4 separate regions of the Sus scrofa genome follow, and regions 1, 2 and 4 are each linked to region 3. A link is a contact called in public Hi-C data. All regions are on one chromosome and are shown on one strand. The core of a region is the stretch at or near the end of the contact, and the rest is flanking DNA. Distances in the headings are between cores, read along the strand shown.

Region 1 (5,235 bases), core at 2,656-5,155, 330 kb before region 3:
GTGGCTTCAGAAAATTCCAAGTGTGTTTTGAGGACAGTGAGAAGATCACTGGCTTAGCACGTTTGCCCAAACCAATGTAAAAGGCATTACAGGTTGGACAGATTGTTTCAGGAGTGACATGGAGGATGACCTCAGATTCCAAGCTAAAGGGTTTGGGTTTAAGTCAGTGAAGCAACGCTAAGTAGTTATGCTGTGAGCCACATGGGACTGGGAGACTGGGGTTAATAAATGCAAACTATTGCATTTGGAATGGATAAGAAATGAGATCCTACAGTATAGTACAGAGAAATATATCTAGTCACTTATGATGGAACATGATGGAGGATGATGTGAGAAAAAGAATGTATATATATATATATGTGTGTGTGTGTGTGTGTGTGTGTGACTGGGTAACTTTGCTGTACAGTAGAAATTGACAGAACACAAACTGTAATCAAAGAAATCATTAAAAAAAAGTCAGTGAGGACACTTGAAGGATTGTAGAGCATGGGATCAGGCATTGTATGTTTTATACTGCTTCATATGCTTTATGTTGTTTTATTATATTGTTTATATAATTCAGATAACACTTGCAAAATGTCCTGTTGTATTAGCCTGCTCAGTTGCTGTAACAAAATACCATAGGACAGAGATTTATTGCCTCACATTTCTGGAGACTGTAAAGATCCAAGATTGAGGTATTGGAAAATTCAGTTCCAGGTAAGGCTTCTTTTCCTGGCTTGTAGACAGAGCCACCTCCCTTTTCACTGTGTCCTCACATGTCCTTTTCTCTGTGCTCAAGCAGGGAGAGAGAGAGAGAAGGAGAGAGGAAGAAAGAGAAAGCTTGGGGGAGGGGGGAGAGAGAGGGAGGTCTCTGATATTTCTTCCCTTTCTTATTAGATTAGAGTTTTACCCTTAGGACCTTATTTAACCTTAATTATCTCCCTTAAATCCCTATTTCCAGATGTAGTCACCTTGGGAGTCAGGGCTTCAACACATGAATTTGCAGGGGACACAGTTCAGTCCCTAACAGCTTATGGAAAGAAATTTAGGTAAGAAGGCAGGTAAGACCATCAATGAAATGTTAGAGGCTGAAAATACCACAGCGTGGCTCAGAGCCATGGACCATAGGAATGGAAAAGAAGCAAGGAGTAACAGGAGGGGGGAAAAAATCATTAGGTTTTAGTAACTGAAAGAATTCAAGGAAAGTTCTGACAGCTTCACTTAAAGCCTGGGGATTAGGGAACAAAGCCACAGTTAACAGGAAAATGAAGATATGGAGCAAGAGCTTCTTTGGGCACATATGATGGTTTGGGGGTCTCTTCAATCTGAGATGCTATGGGGTTATCCAGGTGTACCTGGAGGACCATTCATTCATCTTCCCTTAACCTAAGACTACCTAAAACACCTTTTAGCAAGAAGTTGTTGATACTGAGTGTTTTTGGAAAGTTATCACACCCTCCCCTTGAGACGGTTTTTCTCATTTGTGAGACATTCATCAGGTTCTCCACTATCTAACCAACCACAAATGTCAGGAGATACACCAAATTCTCTTATTCTGATTGGTGGGGATGATTCTGACACCACAGAATCCTCTAAGAAGTATTTGGTGGATATTCATTAATGCATGCCCCCAAATGATAAATAATAGTAATTATCAACCAGTCACAAGATGCAGTTCTAGGCAGCAGGGGTTTAAAGATATCTAAAAAAGGCTAACTCTGGGCTGCACTGGAGTAAGCATAATAATTCTAAAAGTGCTTACTCTCTTTCCCATCTAAGCTTTCACTTTCTTCAGTTTTCTTTAACTGTCAGAAAATGAGATAGCATTCTGAGAAGGAACTAGGTACGCCATAGGAAAGTTCTAGAGGAGGCTGGTGGAGGAGACCGGCCATGTGACAGTATGTGTGGAAGTCGATTTGACAGCCGCACCCGGTAGAAGCAGGTTCTCTAAGAAGCAGCCTGGGGATTGCAGTGCAAGCACCGCATACATCTACAGTATCTGCATCTCGTGTTTGCTTTGCTTATGAAGACCATATACTCCTGCACCAGGGTAAGGTTCACCCCAGCCAGCCTCTTTAGTTTAATCATTGCAAAAAGAACAAGTCAGAGCAAAAGACCTCCGGGATCCTTCTAGATGTTTCCTAGGATTCATCGTTGCTTATAAACTAACCTCTTCAAAATACCCTTTAACTCAATGCTGTGAATTCCAGACATCTTTAATGATACCTTCTGTCCTTTGTAGCCTATAAGACTATTTAGGGAAACTCTACTTTCCCTCCGTTGGCTGTGGGATTTCCACTCCTGCATATGCACTGCTTTTAAGTAAAATAACCCTAGCCTGGAGCCTTTTGACTATCTCTGTTTTATAATCAACAAATATTTATTGCCCCTGCATGGCATGCATGACCTTGGGCCAGGGGCTACAAGTTAAACAAAAATATTGCCCTTAAATATTCAAACTAGCAAAGGACAAAAAACACAGTGATAGAACAGGTCGTCAAGCTCTGGATTTAGACAGACCCCAGAGTAGAATTTCAATTTCTCCATCTTTAGGCAAGTTACTTCAGTTCTTCTAAGTTCCCATCTTTTCCTCCACAAATAGTCCTGATGATAATAATATCTGCCTCCTAGGCTTCTAGTGCGGATTACTTCAACAATTATAAATGACAGTACCTGACACATAGAAAGTGCTTAATGCAATTTAGTCCTCTTATTTTTGCTATTATCTTTATTTCCATAGGGAAGAGGATATGTAGACTTTTCCTTCTAAACTCTCTTTTCCCCTGGCTTTTTTTTTTTTTTTTTTCACTCTTCCTTATCACTGCAAAGCGTTCTCTAGTTTTGTTTTAAGAGCAGAAAGATGCTGTGCCAAAGACCTGATATTTGAGCAGAATCTTAACCACAGGTGAACAGGCACCATGGGAGATTATGCTGTGTCTTGATTTAGTCAGGTTTTGTCCAGTTTTCAACCTCTCATTCCTGACCTTTGAGAATCATTTGTTGTAGAAAAGAATCAAGAACACCCTTAGGCAGCCGATAATCATTCTCAAGGCCTTCTCTCAATAAATATTTATTCTGCATCCCTGTGTGCCAGGCCCTGAGTCAGCGCTGGGGACAGAGCAGTAGACATGGCAGCCTCAGGCTCTGACCTCATGGAATACACAGCCCAGCAGATGGCAAACAAACACACCAGGACAAGCAGAGCCCTGGAAGCCAATGGAGTGGGGCTCAGCCTAGGCTGTAGGGCCTCACCATGACCTTCCACCAGGGACCGCAGAGGGAGTATCATGGGCAGGGTGACAACTCTCGGATGCCCAAACTGGAGACACAGGGTGAAATGAATAATTGAAAGCTTCAGATCTAAGCAAGGGATTAAGCAGTAGGAAAGTGAAGTCTAATAATATCATTGGTTTTAAGTTGTAAAAGAATTGCAAAAAAAAGTGGGCCAAGGGACAGTTTTAACCTCTAAACTATTTTCTGGCCAGACATGTTAGTTCACAACAAGTCATCTGATGATGAAGGGGTGATTGCTGACATTTTCTGTACCCTCCCCCAATTCTCAGGGTGACACTTCTCAGGAAACCACCAATAGAGAGTAAATCATGGATTTGGACTCAAAATAAGGTAGTACCATCGGAGAGCGCCAACTCCATCAACTGGATGAAGGTTGGAGGCACTCCAGATCTGCTTAGGTGGCAAGGCTGAGCCAGGCTCCATGAGACTGGAAGGGCTAATGGTCATGAGGGCCTGCAGCAATTCTATGTAAAAATAACATCCAGCTCCCCAGACATTTGGCAAGGCTCTGATTGCCGTCCCTTGAGAGTCAGGAAGTCGTGACTGTCAAATCAGAGCTGAGCGTGGCTGTGGCGGGGGTGGAGGCCGAGGACTGGTATTAGGACTGCCCTCCCCCTGGAGTGAGTCAGGTTCTGGGTCAGAGTCCACCTGTCCTCAGAATCAGCCTGTCACACTTGACTCACTCCCTGATGGTGAAAGCCACCCCCAGCCGCAACTTGAAAATGTCCCAAATGGTGGGTAAAGCAAACCTCCAAGCATTTCAGAATGGGCAAAGCTGGGAGTCCAGGCAGTAGGAAAAAAAAAAAAAAAAAGACCTCCTTTTTTTTTTTTTTTTTTTTTTTTTTTCTCGTTAGGGCCACACCTGCTGCATATGGAGGTTCCCAGGCTAGGGGGTCAAATCTGAGGTACAGCTGCTGGCCTACACCACAGCCACAGCCATAGCCACAACAACAGGATCGGAGCCACGTCTGCAACCTACACCACAGTTCCTGGCAATGCCAGATCCTTAACCCACTGAGTGAAGCCAGGGATCAAACCTGCAACCTCATGGTTCCTAGTCAGATTCATTTCCACTGCACCATCATGAAAACTCCAAGACCTGCTTTTTTTGTTTGTTTGTTTTTGTTTTTGTTTTTGAGCCTCTTTTCTGGGTCTAGCAGAGTTCAAAATTCCGCTTGAACTACCTGGTAACCATTATGCTAACTGGTTAACTTGAGGACTGTCTTGCCCAGCAGGGAATGAGGGAAGAGCTAGAAAAATAAGTCTACTTGGGGGGCTTAGATAAGAATTCAGAAACTGAGACCAAGGGAAAGGCCCAGCTGTGTGAACAGGTGCCCTCAAAAGAGGTTAACAGTTTTAAGAATCACCTGGACTTAGGGGCCACTTTAAGAGATTCAAGACAAAAGAGAGTGGAGAGAAGGGCAAAGAGGGGGCTTGGGAAATGACGGGGGGAGTAAGAGATGGGTTTGAGTTTCAGCTTCCAGGTCTATTTTGGAAAAAGAGAGTGTTGCTCTCCTCACCAGCTGCTGCACACCTGCCAGGCTGGAAAGAAGGCTCCGGTGGCTTCCATGCTGCTTGATCCATGACTCCTAGGGTTAGCAACTGTGGTCAGCAAGAAAGCTGGAAGGAGATGGGATGGGCAGGCAGGTTGTAAAGGCATCATGGTCAAGGGCAGTTGTTTACTGGAAAGGAAACACTGATTGCCATGCAAGACAAGTATTTCTGCAGAAAAATTAGAATGATCTCAGGCTTTTGGAGAAAAATGTACTTTCATTTTCACCAATGAACGTTCTCTCTCCCAAGCTCCAAACAAATATCGCTCCCTTTCCCGTCCAGGGACCAGCAACAGACAGCACAGCAAATCTGCACTCTTTGTGGTTAGTGAGAAAGGAAGTGAAGGACTCTGGGGTCATATATGAGGTGCAGCTATATTCAGAGAGCTAGCAGGGATGCTCTGAG
Region 2 (5,437 bases), core at 1,423-3,922, 290 kb after region 3:
GCTCTGGCACAGGCTGGTGGCTACAGCTCCGATTCAACCCCTAGCCTGGGAACCTCCATATGCCGCGGGAGTGGCCCAAGAAATAGCAACAACAACAACAACAAAAAAAAAAAAAAAAAAAAAAGAAGAAGAAGAAAAGAAAAAAAAGAAAAAAGTTCTAAGTCTGGAGTTCCCGTTGGCTCAATGGTTAAGGAATCAATGGTTAAGGAATCCAACTAGGAACCATGAGGTTGCAGGTTCGATCCCTGGCCTTGCCCAGTGGGTTAAGGATCTGGCATTGCTGTGAGCTGTGGTGCAGGTCGCAGATGTGGCTCGGATCCCGAGTTGCTGTGGCTGTGGTGTAGGCCAGCAGCTGTAGTTCCAATTCGACCCCTACCCTGGGAACCTCCATATGCTGCTGGTGTGGCCCCAGAAAAGACCAAAAAAAATTAAAAAATAAAAGCCCTAGGTCCATTCAACAGGATATTCTTTGGCAATGAAAAGGAATGAAGTAATGATACATGCTATAATATGGAGGATGCCTGGAAATAAAATAAGCCAGTCACCAAAGTCACATATAACTCCATTTAAATGAAATGTCCAGAATTGGCAAATCCATAGAGACAGAAAGTGAATTAGTGATTGCCAGGGGCTGGGAGGTTGGAAGTTACTGCTAAATTGTACAAGGCTTCTTTGTGGACTGATGGAATGCTCCAGAATTAGATGGTGATGATGGTTGTATAAATATTCATTTAGGGAGTATACTAAAAAAGCAATGAGTTGTACTTTAAAATGGACGTTTATCTTATGTGATTACACATCAAAACAAAAACTTTTTAAAGCATTAGTCACACCCACTGGAGTAGCTATAATAAAAAAGCCAGATAATAAGTGTTGGGAAGAACGTGGAGAAACAGAATGCTCATACCCCACTAGTGAAAACCTAAAATTGTGCAGCCACTTTAAAAAACAGTCTGGGTTGGGAGTTCTTTTGTGGCACAGTCCATTAGGGATCTGGCATTGTCACTGAGTGGTTTGGGTCACCACTGCTGTGGTGCAGATTTGATCCCTGGCCCAGGAACTTCCACATGCCACAAGCATGGCAAAAAAAATAAAAATAAAATAAAATAACTCAAAAATTAAAAAAAAAAAAGAAGCCTGGCAATTACTCAGAAAATGAAACATGGAGTTTGCATTTGACCCAGCAATTCCATGCCTAGGTATTTACCCAAGAGAAATGAAAACATATGTCTGCACAAAAACCTGTACAAGAATGTGTATAGCAGCATTGCTGTTTACAGTAGTCAAAAGTTTGAAATAATCCAAATGTCCACCAAATGATGAATGAATCAATAAAATGTTTCTCTAACTGAATATTTTTCAGCCATTAAAAGGAATAAAGTACCTACTCATGCTACGTGAATGAACCTTGAAAACGTTTTGCCATAAAGCATTCCATTTGCTATGGTCTGCATGTTTGTGTGCCACCAAATTCATATGTTGAAATCCTGAAACCTAGTGTGATGCCATTAGGAAGCAGGGCCTTTGGAAGCGATTAGGTCATGAGGGTGGACAGCTCATGAGTGGATGTGTGCCCTTATAAAAGAGACCAGAGCGGAGTTTCTGCTGTGTGCAGTGGGTTAAGGATCTGGCATTGCTGCAGCTGTGGCATAGGTCATAGCCGTGACTCAGATTCAATCCCTGGCCCAGGGAACTTCCCTGTGCTGCAAAAAAAAAAAAGAGAGAGAGAGACCAGAGAAAAGCTCCCTTGCCCCTTCCATATGAGGGTAGCAGGAAGAGGGCCCTCATCTGCCCTCTTGTTGGCACCCTCATCTCAGACTTCCAGCTTCCAGAACCGTGAGAAATAAACTTCTGTTGCTTATAAGCTACCCGGTCTGAAGATTTTTTGTTATAGCAGCCCCAGTGTAGTCAGCCACTGTATGATCCCATTTATAGGGAAGGTTGAAAATAGGAACAAAGAGCAGATTAGCCAGTTGCCTAGGACTGGGGGATGGAGAATTGAAGAGTGATGGCTAAAGGGGTTTCAATAGGGTTTCTGGGGGGGGAGGGGTTGGAGGGATGATGATGGTGTCCTAAAATTCATTGTACTGATGGTTGCACAACTATGAATATACACTAAAAACCATTGAATGGTATACCGTGTATGAGTGAATTACATGACATATGAATGTTTTTCAATAATTGTCTTACAAAAACTTTTACCATCACTGGCCACCTCTTCCTGTTCCCTCTCTTCTTCTCTCTCTCCCTCCCCACCTTCCTCACCTGGTAGGTCTGGCAGGATGACTCAGGGGTTTGGAGGGCATTTCAGGGTGGGGAGGTGGGAAAGGACAAGAAACCAGGATAGTTGAAAATTTTCTCCAAGTGTGACTGTGGCCCCACCCACTTCTTTCCCCTAGGATCCCTGACGGCTGTTGGGGACCGAAGCAGCTGTCTAGGTGCGAGTGGGGTCACTCGCCCCTGGCTGGATCCCGGGATCCAACCCTCGCAGGGAGCCCTCCACACACAGGGGTGCAGACTGGGACAGCCAAGGTCAGAGTCTGAAGAAGTGTACTCCCACCCCAGCCCCACTTCCTGCCAACTTCGCTGAGGTCACTCATGAGGATGGGCCTCGATCACATGCCTCCCAAGGAGTGGACCCGGCAGCAGAACCGGCTCCCCGCGCGGGTGGGGTTGCGGGAGAGGTTCCTGGACCGGTTACACCAGAAACCCCATCAACCAGCTGCTTTGTCCGCCTCCGCCCCCGGCTCCCACAGTGGACGCCTTTTTAAAACAAGTGCGGGGCGGGAAGGACCCCCAAAGAAAGCCGGGCAAGACGGATCCTACCATCCTGTCTCAGAGGGAACGCATACCAGAGTGGCCAGCTGGAGCTGCCCGGGGTCGGGATCGCGGTCGCAGCGCCCCCTCCCGGCCCAGGCCTGGCAGTGTCCCACGGACACGGGGATCCCGCACTGCGGGGAGGGGGGCCGCGCCTCTGCAGGGCGGGGACTGGGGGACACGCAGGCGGGGCGGCCCGGAGTGGCCCAGGCGCGGCCTCTGTCCCGGCGCAGCTCACCAGGCTCTTCTCCTGGAGTGTCGGCGCCGCCCATGGCCGAAGTGCTGGATCCGGACCCCAGGACAGCCGAGTGCTCGGAGGCCCCGGCAGTGGAGACGCCGGGCTGGGAGGCCCCGGAGGACACTGGCCCCCAGGTAGGCTCCGTCGCGGAGCGCGGAGGATGCCGGCCGGACCGCGGGGAGGAGAGCGCGCGGCCGTCCTCTGGCTGATTTGCGATGAGGCCGGAAGGTCCCGTAGAGTTATTTAAGTAAAAACTATAGTTTTTAGAATGATATGAGTCCCATCCCTGCACAAACGGGAAAATGCGTCGGTGAGCCATGACCTAGGTACTGGCTACAATTCAATTTCTTTTCTTTGAGGTTTAAACAAACAAACAAACAAACAAAAATCGATCTTGTCCCAGAACCCGCGGTGGGACCTCTGGTCGGAGATGGCAGAACAGCGGCCTGTTTTAACCTGAGCTGAGCCGACTCCCCGCTCCCCTGCAGGTGGGGCGAGGCCTCCTGTATCTCCAACTGGGGAGTGCGGGGGAGGGGCCGTGCCCGGAGCTAAGAAGCCAGAACCTCAGGCGGGACCCCAGGGGCACAGCCCCTGGGCGGGCCGTCCCAGGTGGACCCGGGATTAAGGCACCTGTACTGTTGCATCTCACGCTGTACCTTCTTAGACTGGCTTCCGCAACTTTTTCCTGTTCCATCTTAGCCCGGAAGTTATGAGATCCGCCACTATGGACCGGCCAAGTGGGTCAGCACTTCAGTGGAGTCTACGGACTGGGATTCAGCCATCCAGACTGGCTTTACCCGGCTGAATAGCTACATTCAAGGCAAAAACGAGAAGGGTGAAGGCAATTTACCTTGTAATTATATATACTATATTGTGGTTCGGTCCTCTGGCTCATTGAGTTTTCGTTTATTAAAGAAGTATCTTTTAGAATGGAAAAATAACCAGATCATCACTTAATGGTTGAAGACAAGGACTCTTAGCAGCCTCTAGAGGAGAGCAGTACTCAGCAGTGCTTTTCTGCCCCTGTTCTCCTTGTCCTTGATTCTGCTGGCTCAACTGGGCCTCTGTGTAACTCAACTTAAGGCCTTTGCATGCTAATGCTTTGAGATGATTTGGTGACTGGTAGGGTAAGAGACATCAGGAGGTAGGAAGGTATAGGAACACAAGACTCAGAGTCTCAAGATACATCTTCTGGTCTGGTTCTGAGGCTGTTTATATTTTAACAGGTCACTTAGTGAATGGGTCCTCAGTTTCTGAATTGTAAAAATAATGATCTGGTCTAAGTGATCTCTCATTTTCCCTTCTATCCCTAAGACTATGGAATTTATTAATGAAAAATATTAATAGTACAGAAAGTGTTCAGTGTGGCCAGTGGGTAGTTGTCATTTTGGCCTTTTTTTTTTTTTTAAGATGAAAATTATCTTAAAAGTATTTGTGGCAACAGAATAAAGTAAATCAAGAAACTCCGATTAAAAAATAATAAATATTGGGAGTTCCCGTCGTGGCTCAGTGGTTAAGGAATCCGACTAGGAACCATGAGGTTGCGGGTTCCATCCCTGGCCTCGCTCAGTGGGTTAAGGATCTGGCATTGCCGTGAGCTGTGGTGTAGGTTGCAGACTCGGCTCAGATCCCAAGTTGCTGTGGCTCTGGCGTAGGCCTGCAGCTGTAGCTGTAATTAGACCCCCAGCCTGGGAGCCTCCATATGCCTCGGGTGCCGCCCTAGAAAAGGCAAAAAAAAAAAAAATTAGGTGAAGATTTTAAATGTAGTCTAAATCTGCTTTCACAGTGTCCTTTGCATTTCAATCTATATGTTTTGTGGCACAGAGATGAAAATCAAGATGACAGCTCCAGTGACAAGCTACGTGGAGCCGGGTTCAGGTCCTTTTAGCGAGTCTACCATTACCATTTCCCTGTATATCCCATCTGAACAGCAATCTGATCCGCCCAGGCCTACAGAGTCAAATGTCTTCATTGAAGACAGAGCTGAAATGACGGTGTTTGTACGGTAAGTGGTAGATAATTTATAGCCCTGCTGACTGCTGATTTTACTTGCCAGCACTTGGAGTTTAGCTCCTCTGCAATTTAGCTTCTATGCCTTTCACCCTTCCTTAAAAACAGGTCTCATGCCTTTTGTTGTGTTTTCCTAGTGCCTTAGTTTTATGTTACTATGGATCTGTTGCAAGAAATAACTCATTAAATGAGGAGTCTGTTGCTTACCTGCAACAAATAAGACATAATACAAATTATACTCCCCCCCAAAAGCATAAGATTGTCCTTGTTTGCCATCTAGTTAACTCTGAACAAAAATGCCTTAAAACACTGCATGCATGGGACCCCTCCTCCCCACTGCTAGGTTCTGAGACCCCAAGCTCTTGCCTTTGC
Region 3 (5,729 bases), core at 628-3,127:
CCTCCGGCAGGGCACTAACCTTCCTAATTCATATGCTGAGGATCGCTAAATAGTCTTTGAATCTATATTATATTAGTCTTTGCAGTGAGATATGATTATCAAAGTCTGTTTAAAACCACACTTATTTTAAGCAGGCCTATGAAGTCCCATACAAGATACTGAACTCCAATGCATTTTAACCTGAAGATAGAAACAGTATTTCAAAGGAATTCCCTTCAAAAACCTAAAAGCCTTGGGGTAACACAAACCCTGTCATGCATGATGTTTGGGTTTTAAGAGAGGGAAAACAGACTTTAAGTAAACTAGGAATCCCATTTACTCCTTATACTTTGCCTCCTTTGGGGGGAAAATTCCTTGTGCGAACTTCCAAATAATTCCACAGTGGATAAAATAAAGCACCAAGCCCCCGGTACTGGGCCCCACAAATAGAGTTTGGTTCGAAGCCCTGGGCCACTTCCGGGGGTGAGGGGCAAGTCAAAAGGTCCTAGCAGAGAAAGGAAGAAAGCAAGGTCCCCTTCTTTGTCGGTTCAACACTGTTAAACTCAGGTGGTAAGGCCCCATTCAGCAGTAGGGGGCTTCAAGCTTCCGATTACGGCTCTTCCTTAAACTACCCCCCGCCCCAACCCCACCCCCACCCCCACACGTCGCGAATCACTATGGACCCCCCAGCTGTTCTTCCCAACCCCCAGGGAGCAGGAGGTGGCCACAGACCAGAGCAAGCTCCTCTCCAGCCACTTCTACTAACAACTTAGGCACTGAGGCTTCCTCCACGCTGGAAAAATAACACTCTGCAACAGATCAAATTTATCAACTCTGCTTCATTTCGCTGGCGTAGAAGCTACGTTTGCTTTTTAGATTTTCAAATCAGATTACAATAAAGTTTTCTAAACAGCAAGGCCGGGTTTCAACCAAAAAGACACTCCCTAATGAGAACTACCCTGAGGCGTTAAACACTGCATAACTGCTGAAATTATCACTGCTAAAACTTTAACCGAAAAGGCTTTTTCAAAGGACGAGCAGCTTTCTCTTAGTTCAAGTTAAACGAATATTATAGCAATATTAGGGAAGGTACGCGTTTTGAATACTTAAATTTTAATGATGAAAAAAGAACCAGAGGAGGCTGAATGGGAAGAAATTTCAGTAGATCTCCAAGAAAAGTATACTTTGTTCATTACGTCTACTCAAACTCTTTTCAAATGGCTGAAATCTTTTTTTTTTTCCTCTGTACCCACAAATCCTACGAAAAAAACATAGTTTGAACAAGGGCTGTTTTCTTCCAGTGTCGAGCCTTGATCACTCAAGGCTTTATTTTGTTCGGGTCGGATGATGAACCTAAACTCTAAAGAGATTTCTGTCGAATCGGCCATGAACCCGACTCTGTTTAGTCCCTTCTCCTGGGGCGGCTTTCGCAGGCCGCGCACTCCTAAGGCGCTGGCGCTTCCCCAGCGGCAGCCAGGAGGACTTCCCGGAGGCGGCGGCACTCACCGTAATCCATGAGACTCTGGCAGCCTTCCTCGTAGGACCCGCTGCCGCCGCCCTCCTGAGAACACTTCCACCACAGCGAGGACGTCTGGACATGGTCGCTTGACTGCAGCCAGCCGCGGCCGGCCAGCGCGATAATGTCGAAGGCAATGGCGCTGAGCAGCAGCAGGGGCAGGATCCACCTGCAGCGCTCGCAGGCCAGGCCGCAGCGCAGCATCTCGACGGTGGTGGCGCGGAGGAGAGGAACGCGCGTGGCTCGGATGCAGGCAGAGAGTGGCCCCGGAGCGCGGGGAGCGCGACAAAAGGGAAGAAGCCGCGGGGAGGCGGCTCCGGGAGGACGCGACTCCCGGCTGGCCGCGGGGGCGCGGCGCCGGCCCCACCTAGATTCCGGTGACTCAGAGCGCGCCGCCCCGACCTGCCCGGCCGGCCCAGGCGCGCGCGGGGGAGGCGGGGCCGGGCTCGGGTTACACCGGGTGGGTGAGTTAACCCTGCCCTGGAGCTGCGGGGAGCTAAGGCCAGCGGCCGCACAGCCTCGTTTTCCCCTTACTTGTGTCCTTTTCCCACCCAACGCTTTTCTTCTCAGCGCTTCAACGTGTACACATTTTAATCTGAGCCATATCAGCTAAACACTTAATCCCAAAAGTGGAATCATGGTCTGATTTTCAACTGTACTGTATTTAAGTTTCGAGCCCTTTGAGATGGGTATTCAAATTGCACCTGGGTCATTGCCGCACTCCTTTTGGATGCGTGTACCGAACCCGGGAGCGGGTCCCTGACCCTCCCCGGCAGAGGTGGGCACTTCCTGCTGGGCTCCACCTTTGTACCTTGTACCTTGGCTGCTTCAGACTCGTAACTGTTTACATCCCCGCCTTCCCTACTGTGTTGCCAGCCCTTTGACAGAAAGACCATGTTTTATTTATCAGCATATTCCTGCTGCCTAGCACCGTGTCTGGGTCTTAAGGAGGACGCAATAAGCACTTTATGCGTGAACACGCTGAAATTAACAAACGGTCATTTTGATCTTGGAAGTGCTTCTTCCCCAGATAAATTCACGTCCTGTCTGCGGCAGTCCCTACCACAGATCTCTACCTATTTAAGCCCACTTCATCTGCCTTTTTCATTTACTACTTTGAGGTTTCTCCAAATAAAAACCATATGTTAGCATGCAGCCCGCACCTAAAGTCCCGCTTGCAGTGTCCTGGCCCTGCTGTTGTCACTGCCATGAATCCTCAGGTGTGGCAGGGTGGGTGGGGTGGCAGCCGGGAGTGGCACTGAGGAAGAAACAAGTTCTCAGTGTCTGCACCACGGCCTTGGGAGAATCATAAAGAACATTCAGTGAGGGTCATATCTTACCTTGTACCTCCAAGGATTTACTCTGAATCACTCACTTTTTCTTTCTTTTTTTTTTATTGCAGATTTAAAATATTAGTTTTAGTGATTCAATACTTTTATAGCTGTTACTCCATTAAAAGTTATTATAAAACATTGGCAATATTCCCTGTGCTGTGCAATGTATGTAGCTTATTTATTTGACACATAGAAGTTTGTGCCTCTTAACTCCTTGCAGGGAGTATGTATCCCTGTCTTGCCCCTCCCTGCTTCCCTCTCCTTAGTGGTAGGTAACCCCTAGTTTGTTCTCTATGTCAGTGAGTCTGTTTCTGTTTTGTTATATTTATTTATTTATTTATGTTAATTTCACATATGTTATAGTATATAATATTTCTCTGCCTTATTTTGCTAAGCATGATAACCTGCAAGTTCATCCAAGTTGTTACAAATGGCAAAATCCATTGCCATTGGTATATATATTGTGTGATATATAGATACATATATATATCGATATATATATATATATCGCATCTTCTTTATCCATTCGTCTATTGTTTCCACATCTTGACTATTGTTAATTATGCTGCTATGAATATTGGGTGCATGTTTCTTTTCAAATTATGTTTTCATTTTCCTTGGATATAGTCCTAGGAGTGGAATTGCTGGATCATATGATAGTTCTATCTTAAGTTTTTTGAAAGGAACATCCAAACCGTTTTCTATAGTGGCTACACCAATCTACATTCTCACCAACAGTGTAGGAAGGTTCCCTTTTCTCCACATCCTTGCCAACATTTGTTATTTGTGGTCTTTTTGATGATAGCCCTTCTGACAGGTATGAGGAAATATTTCTTTGTGGGTTTGATTTGTGTTTCTCAAATGTATCTCTTCCTTTTCCCGTTAATTTAATAGGAAAGACGTGGGAGGAATTCCCTTCATGGCTCAATGATAAACAAACCCGACTGGGAACCATGAGGATGCCATTCAATCCCTGGCCTGCTCAGTGGGTTAAGGATCTGTCGTTGCTGTGGCTGTGGTGTAGGCCAGCAGCTACAGCTCAGATTTGACCCCTAGCCTGGGAACTTCCACATGCAGCGGGTGCGGCCTTAAAAAAAAAAAAGGAAAGAAGTGGGAAATACTTAGCAGTGTTTAAAATTTAGTCCCCTGTATTTCAGTTTGGTATTCTTAACAGAAACAGAATACTATTTTGGGTCTGAAGCCACTAGAAGTAATTTCCCCAGCTTTCATTTTACATAAACCAAATTTGCATATTTCTATTAAGGGCAAATATTTTCACTTTCAAAATAGCACAAGAGAGTAGTCTGCTGAGAGTTAACTGCACATGGTGTAGACTGTGTAAAGAAAATACTCTCGAGGTTTTCAAAAGTAGTGAAAAATATTTAATTAGCTGTATAATATTTGAGAGGAAAAATCAAATTCTTACAAATTAAAGTGCTGATCTTGGGCAAAACGGTTTCAGACAAATTGAGAGTTTCAGGGGTGTCACTATCTCTGAATAATTTAGGAGTAGATATAACTTCTTTCTCTTGTTTCAGTAGAGTTGAGGAAGAGAGCTCATTAATGCTGAAGTAAAAGCAAAGAAAGTAGCTCTTCAGAATTTCTGGAAGAGACCCAAACCAACCTTGGCTGAGTTCCTCGCACATGATTCCCCACCAATGGAACCAGATAGCTCTGCTTCACATCTTTCACACTGGCCGGGTGACCTTGGGCCCCTTAACTTCTTTATGCCTCACTTTCCTCATCTATAAAATGGATAGTGCTCGCCCCACTATGTTGTAATGAGTATTAAGGGCTAATGCACGTAAAATGCTCAGGATAATGCCTGCAGAGATAAAGCCACAAAAAAAGCGTCATCGAGGATGAGGAAGGTTTTCACATACGTTTTCCACTTTAATAAGATTGAAAGTGGGACTTTTCCTGTTCATGAGGAGTAAATTCTACGAATATTAAACATAAATCATGAAATTATCTTTGACAATGCATTCATTCTAGCCTTGCAGATGAAATGATGGATTATATGGATAGTAGATGGTTAAATAGTTCCCCCTACTGGATAACAGATGGATTGCAGAACATGCACCAAAATAAATTGTACCTGAAAAAAAGTTTTTATTTTTATAAATTTGGGGGGTTTAGGGTTATAAAAGCAACGACTATGACAGACAAAAATATATAAATGTATCATTTTAAAATAAGTTTTATGGAGTTCCCACTTGGTGCATGGGTTAATGATCTTGTCTCCGTGGAGGTGCTGGTTAGAAGCCCAGACTGGTGCAGTGGGTTAAAGATCTGGCATTGCCGCAGCTGTGGGGTAGGTCGCAACTCTGGCTCAGATCTAGTACCTGACCTGGGAACTTCAGATGTAGTGGTTGCAGCTGAAAAAGGAAAAAATAAAATAAAATTTAAAAGTAAATAAAGTAAAAAGTTTTACTTGGTTTATCCTCCTGTCCAAGAAAAGTCATAGTAATGATAATAGTAACAGCTAACTCCCATATGCTGGCAGTTTGCTATGTGCCAGTAAGTGTTCTCCATCTGCCTTATGAGTGTACCCTATCACCTTCATGCCCATGAGAACACTGGGGCACAGAGAAGTTAGATAGCTTTTCAGGACCGCCTCCCCCTGAGTGCACACTCCACCCTAAGCAGTTTGACACCAGAGACAGTTATGCTTACCATAGCCACTCATGAGCGTTTGGGAGATATTCCTCCAGAAGTTTCCTTCTTTCTCTGCTTTCTCTGTGCTCACAAACACCCAAGCCATTGCCAGTTCTCTTGCAAGCTGTAATGAAATGACCTCCAAGTAAGCTGCCATGTTCTCACTAATAAACTGAACTGACAGCAGCACATGAAAAGGGGTGATACAAAATCAAGTAGTCTGAGTTCTCACTGTTGCCAAC
Region 4 (5,188 bases), core at 760-3,259, 470 kb after region 3:
CAAACCAGAAAATCCGTAGAATTCAGACTCATTAAGTCTGGAAGCTGGAAATGATCCTAGCAACAAATAATTTACACTTCCCATTATGGACAGAAAGAAAGTAGAGAGGTCTGGTGATCTGGCCACTGTCATTCGAAGCAGTCAACTGGGCACTGCTGGGACCAGAACCCTGGTTTCCTATTCCCTCTGGGTTCTCCCTGCTTCACCACGCCTCGGGTCTGGCTCTGAAGTTAGTGAATCCCCCTTGATACTCTCCAAGCCTGTCAGTGAGTCATGTTTCCGTTTCCACACGCTGTTCCAAGTGGCCTTTAGGAGCACAGAGTTCATTCATTCACCGTAACTCGTACAGAGAGGACCGGCACACTCAGCAGTTTTGACTCACACGCCACCTTCAAATCGGTGAAGCCAATGGCCAACTAAATCTAAAAAGAAAAAGAAATCTAACTCTTGGCACTTAAAATACTTCCTTTCAACCTACTGTAAAACAACAGCCTATTTAGGAGATGAAAAGTGAGTCACTGCTTTCATCCAGCAGACAGGCTCCCCAGGCACAAACTCATGCACATTATAACATTATACTTCATGGGGCCTTTTAAATATTTACTTGTTAGCAGTATTCTTCCTTTCAGGTCAAAGATTATAGTACTTAGCAACACAAAGAAAGCAGAGGGATATAGTTATGAATTAGTAAACTGCTTTGCCAAGCCTTCCATTTGTTAATTCAGTCCAACTTCAAAGAGGAGTTTAAAAAGAGGTTCAGCTGTCAGAAATTAACCCTCAGAAAATTACTGAATCAAAAAGTGACTTGGCCAGTCTTTCCCAAACTGCTGTTAAGGAAAGAAATGCTCAGTTGTAGGTACAGAAGCATAAAGCCTCTTCCTATGCAAGTAAGTTTGCTCAACTCAAAGTTTCGAGATGTATGTGTATGTGAGAGAGAACCACAGGATTTTCCCAGCCTTTGATATGCTAATGAACGAAGTACATTTCCAAGGATGGGGTAAGAGGGGATTTCAGTTTATTTGATCATTTTTATTATCTGAAGGGGGGCAGTAGGGATTAAAATTTGAGAAAACACCCTGCCCTGGTTCTTCCTTTCCAGCAACAGAGTGGAGAAAGGGCTTTTCTAATAGCACCATATATTCTTCTTCTTCAGTGGCATAGACTCTGATTCACAGCTATTTCAGGAGAAGGTCAAAGTCTGTCAAGTCAGAGGGGAATGGGGAGGAGGAGCCCATACAGAGCTAAATCCCTGAGAGCTTAATTTCTCCTGGCCCCCAGCGTGGCCAGTTCCTTTGGGCTTCCAAAATCGAAACGGCCCTCTGGCTCTCAGTGAAAACAGCCTCGTTACCTGTTCCTGCGGCCTGACTCCAAGTGGCCGTGCACTTTCCCTGAACTCTTTGATGTGCCTGCTCAAGTCTGTTTCAATGGGCTTTCACCATGGCTGTACATCAGAATCACCTAGGGAGCTTTTAACTCTACAGATGTACGGGCTCAATGCCAGGTCTACAGAATCCAACATGATTCCCAAAGAGCAGCAGCCGGAGCCGAAAACCACTGTTCTGCTTCCTACAAAGTTGAAGTCGATAGGCAAAGGACTGATGGTGCATGGACCGAACACTGAGCACACTGACATTAATAAGTGAAGGGCTTCATAGCAAGATTTTCATCAGTCCCCAAGTTTACAAATCGACGGCATTCACAGGTGGCCTTTTTTCTTTTCTGGGCTATTTTCACAAAGAAATAAACAGGTGTTACTTTGAGAGGAGTAGGTGCTTAAAACAAAGCCATCCAGGAGCAGAAGGCTGTGGCTGGTTCACATGAGTGAAGTCCCTGCTCCCCACACAGCCCACCCAAGACACGACCCTAACTGGGGACTCATTTCATCACATGTCTTGAACCTTTGGAGACCACCTGAGAAAGTCAGTACCAGGAGTGTTCGCTAAGCTAAAGCCAAGACTACTGTGTGCTACACAGCACAGCAAATCCACCTCTAGAGGGAGCTTCATAAGTGGCTCCATCACTGACATGAGACAGAAAGTGACTGTGAAAACCAGTTTTCTTCCAAAAGCATGTTCACTCAGCCTACCTAACACACGGAGTCTCTAAGCAGAGTATGAAAGAAAAGGGAATAGACCTAAGAAGGGGCAAGCAAGTTAAAATTAAAGGTATCTGTCTATCATTCTGTATTTTAAAGGACCAACTAACTTTAATATAATAGGGGATCCTGGAAACGAATATAAAAAGAATGTTTCCTTGCAGAACTTCCTTAATCAGCAGAAAAGGTTGATACACACATTCAATGGGTAGAAATAGTCCAGCACAAAGAGAGTTGAGAAATAGTTAGGAAACAAAAACCATGAGTCCTGATAGACATGACATAAAAGAAAATGAGGGGTCCAGAGGCTGCCAAGGCTCCGGGCTGCCGCTCCATCTTTGATATGCACCTGCTGCAGAATGTGTAACTGACAAAGGTAGTGCCAAGATAGCCCATCTTTCTCCTCATTTTTAATAGCAAGACGGCATTTCCGGCTCTCTTCTCTCTTTAACACTGCCTTCTTTACAACCCTAAGAAGAAAAAAAAAATTTTAAAAAGGCCATAAACTTCTCTTTGAAAGATTAAACCAAACATAGTACCTCTTCCTTTGCAGCTCTCATGCAAAGCCAATTCTCTGGCAAAGATCTCAACATCTTCAGGTATTCCAGGGTCAGTCTAACGTAGGCAAGAGAAAAGGACCTAGGAGTCAGAATCTATCTATGCTGCCTGACCAGTGGAGTCATCAGCCTGGATAAGTTGTTGAAACTCTCTGGGCATCAAAACTATACAACGAACAGATTAAATTACCACGCCGAGGGCCCCCCAGCTCTAAGCCTAGAGTGCCCCAATATGCCAGCATTGACTCTACTTTGCAGTTCCAGACAAACAATACTACATCTCAACTACTGTTAAACTACAACGGGAGGCCTCTGGGGTCATGTGGAAACAATTTCTTAAACGAAAGCATTTTCATCAAATACATGAGAAGCACTTAATAAATCTAAAAACAGACTAAAAGGATTGTGTGGACAACTCAAAGCAGGAGTTTGATGGCTAAGTGGATTGCTAAACTATCATGACATACCTCAAAGCCAGTGAAGACACAGAACAGTGTTTCACTTGTTAACGTTTTAGATTATTGAGGTGATACACTTGGCAAAATATCCAAGGTTCTTGAAACAATCTGCAGCACCACAAAAGGACACCCCAAAGACTCTGCTGCAATTAATTTAGCAAAGCTGCTTTAATAAGGTTGTGTACATTTTCAGGTTTACACCCATTTCCCATCTAGATCCAATGGAGGTGGGGGCAGGGGAGACAGACATCCACGGACAGACTCTCAGAGCTTCAGTGAAATGAGATAACCCTTTAAAACAGTTTCCAGAGGTGGCAGCAGCAGCAAATTACTCCTACCTTGCATGAGTTAAGCTCAATCCAAAGACATCTCTCAAGGAAAGTTTCAAGTGCACAGGATTCCTACCTTGCAATCAAAAGTTAAGACCTGGAGTTCCGATTGTGGCTCAGAGGGTTGAGAACCTGACACAATGTCCCTGAGGACTCAGGTTTGATCCCTGGCCTCGCCCAGTGGGTTTAGGATCTGGGGTTGCCACAAGCTGCACCATATGTGGCATATGTGGCTCGGATCTGACATGGCTGTGGCTGTGGAGTAGGCCGACAACTGCAGTTCTGTTCAACCCCTAGCCCAGGAACTTCCATACGCCATAGGTATGGCCATAAAAAGAAAAAAAAAAAAAAAAATTAAGCCCTCCCAATATCAAGTACAACACAAAAACCTAACATGTCATACTTTCAGCAGGTCCTAGGTAATGACATTCCTTTTTCATGTTCTTTTAGTATTAACATTGGCCCTCTTGCTTCCTTTAGTGGCAGCTTCATTTAAGACGGCCCAGAAATAAACATTATGATCCATTAAAGTACAAAAAGAAGGACAAACCAACTCTCCATGAAACTGTTCAACAAGCAGAAGACATCTGCAGGTTAAAAGGCAGCTAAGCATATGCACTCCCCTGTATGCATGTTATCTTCCAACTACAAGTTCAAAATAAACCAATAAAATGTAACACGGTTCTCTTGTGCAGCATAAGCCTTGTACCAATTTGACAAAGTTAACACTTAAATAGAAGGTTATCTATTAGGCTTTCCACCAGGTCATCTTGGGTTAAAAATAAGATAACGAAGAGCAATACAGATTTGAAATCCAAAGCCAAGGGAAAATGGACATCATTTCTAATAATGTGAAAAATCTAATGTAACAATTACATTAAGATTCCCTATTAGTTTTCCAACTCTAGATAAACAAAACAGTGTTTGTTTTTTATTGAGCTAGTGAATCATTGATTGAGTACCTAAAATCTTCTATGTAGACCTTTATCTCCTACTTTTCCTGCTTTAAATGGAAATGAAATAATACATCGAATTAACAAGGTTTTTTTTAAATTAATTTATTTTTCCACTGTACAGCATGGGGGCCAAGATATACTTACATGTATACATTTTCTTTTCCACCCTTTGTTCTGTTGCAATATAAGTATCTAGACATAGTTTTCAATGCTACAGCAGGATCTCATTATAAATCCATTCCAAGTTGTATCCGATAACCCCAAGCTCCCAATCCCTTCCACTCCCTCCCTCTCCCCCCAGGTGGCCACAAGTCTATTCTCCAAGTCCATGATTTTCTTTTCTGTGGAAATGTTCATTTGTGCTGTATATTAGATTCCAGTTATAAGTGATATCATATGGTATTTGTCTTTGTCTTTCTGACATTTCACTCAGTATGAGAGTCTCTAGTTCCATCCATGTTGGTATAAATGGCATTATGTCATTCTTTTTATGGCTGAGTAATATTCCATTGTAGAATTAATAAGTTTTTATTGAGGACCACTGTGTACAGTGTAACTACAAAGGATACAGGATCAGTAAGATGTGGTTGGGTCCGTGGTCAGGAAGGCAGAGGAATGTGAGTCAGTAGACATTACTGCAATTAACAATATACAACTTTTCAATTTGTGTATCATTGGTTTTATTTTACACATACCCTTTGATACATGCAAGAAAAGATGGCTCATGTATTAATATTAAACTTATGTTTTGGCTTATCCAGTGGAGAACAATTTTAGTTCATTAATTTCTTTC

The links. A called contact is a pair of places that touch in the nucleus more often than the background predicts.
Region 1: a contact with region 3 is called in a Hi-C map of liver, with 4 times the contacts expected there. The contact joins the enhancer-like site here to the promoter of PERP in region 3. A contact is called at or near these places in 6 of 47 Hi-C or Micro-C datasets (embryonic fibroblasts, epiblast stem cells, liver and 1 more).
Region 2: a contact with region 3 is called in a Hi-C map of alveolar macrophages, with 1.9 times the contacts expected there. The contact joins the promoter of HEBP2 here to the promoter of PERP in region 3. A contact is called at or near these places in 1 of 5 promoter capture datasets (liver) and 5 of 47 Hi-C or Micro-C datasets (alveolar macrophages, embryonic fibroblasts, epiblast stem cells and 2 more).
Region 4: a contact with region 3 is called in a Hi-C map of embryonic fibroblasts, with 3 times the contacts expected there. The contact joins the enhancer-like site here to the promoter of PERP in region 3. A contact is called at or near these places in 1 of 5 promoter capture datasets (liver) and 4 of 47 Hi-C or Micro-C datasets (embryonic fibroblasts, epiblast stem cells, fetal skeletal muscle and 1 more).

What each region holds. Positions count from the first base shown.
Region 1 is chr1:26,625,556-26,630,790 of Sscrofa11.1, reverse strand. No RefSeq gene overlaps it. Among named protein-coding and RNA genes, the nearest start is that of TNFAIP3, 140 kb to the right of the region's middle. Within about 2 kb of position 3,905, at least 16 of the 83 cell types and tissues checked have an H3K27ac peak or open chromatin away from gene starts, as enhancers often do. A contact at or near this core is called in embryonic fibroblasts, liver and omental adipose tissue, where this site is marked.
Region 2 is chr1:26,008,616-26,014,052 of Sscrofa11.1, reverse strand. It overlaps HEBP2 (heme-binding protein 2), which reads left to right and starts at 2,672. Exons shown (of 4, transcript XM_005659178.3): 1 at 2,672-3,189; 2 at 3,755-3,896; 3 at 4,880-5,060. The coding sequence starts at 3,088.
Region 3 is chr1:26,297,402-26,303,130 of Sscrofa11.1, reverse strand. PERP (PERP, TP53 apoptosis effector) reads right to left here and starts at 1,877. Exons shown (of 3, transcript NM_001244825.1): 1 at 1,486-1,877. The coding sequence starts at 1,699.
Region 4 is chr1:25,831,977-25,837,164 of Sscrofa11.1, reverse strand. All of the region lies in intron 1 of NHSL1 (NHS-like protein 1), which reads right to left. Among named protein-coding and RNA genes, the nearest start is that of NHSL1, 170 kb to the right of the region's middle. Within about 2 kb of position 2,009, at least 28 of the 83 cell types and tissues checked have an H3K27ac peak or open chromatin away from gene starts, as enhancers often do. A contact at or near this core is called in embryonic fibroblasts, liver and subcutaneous adipose tissue, where this site is marked.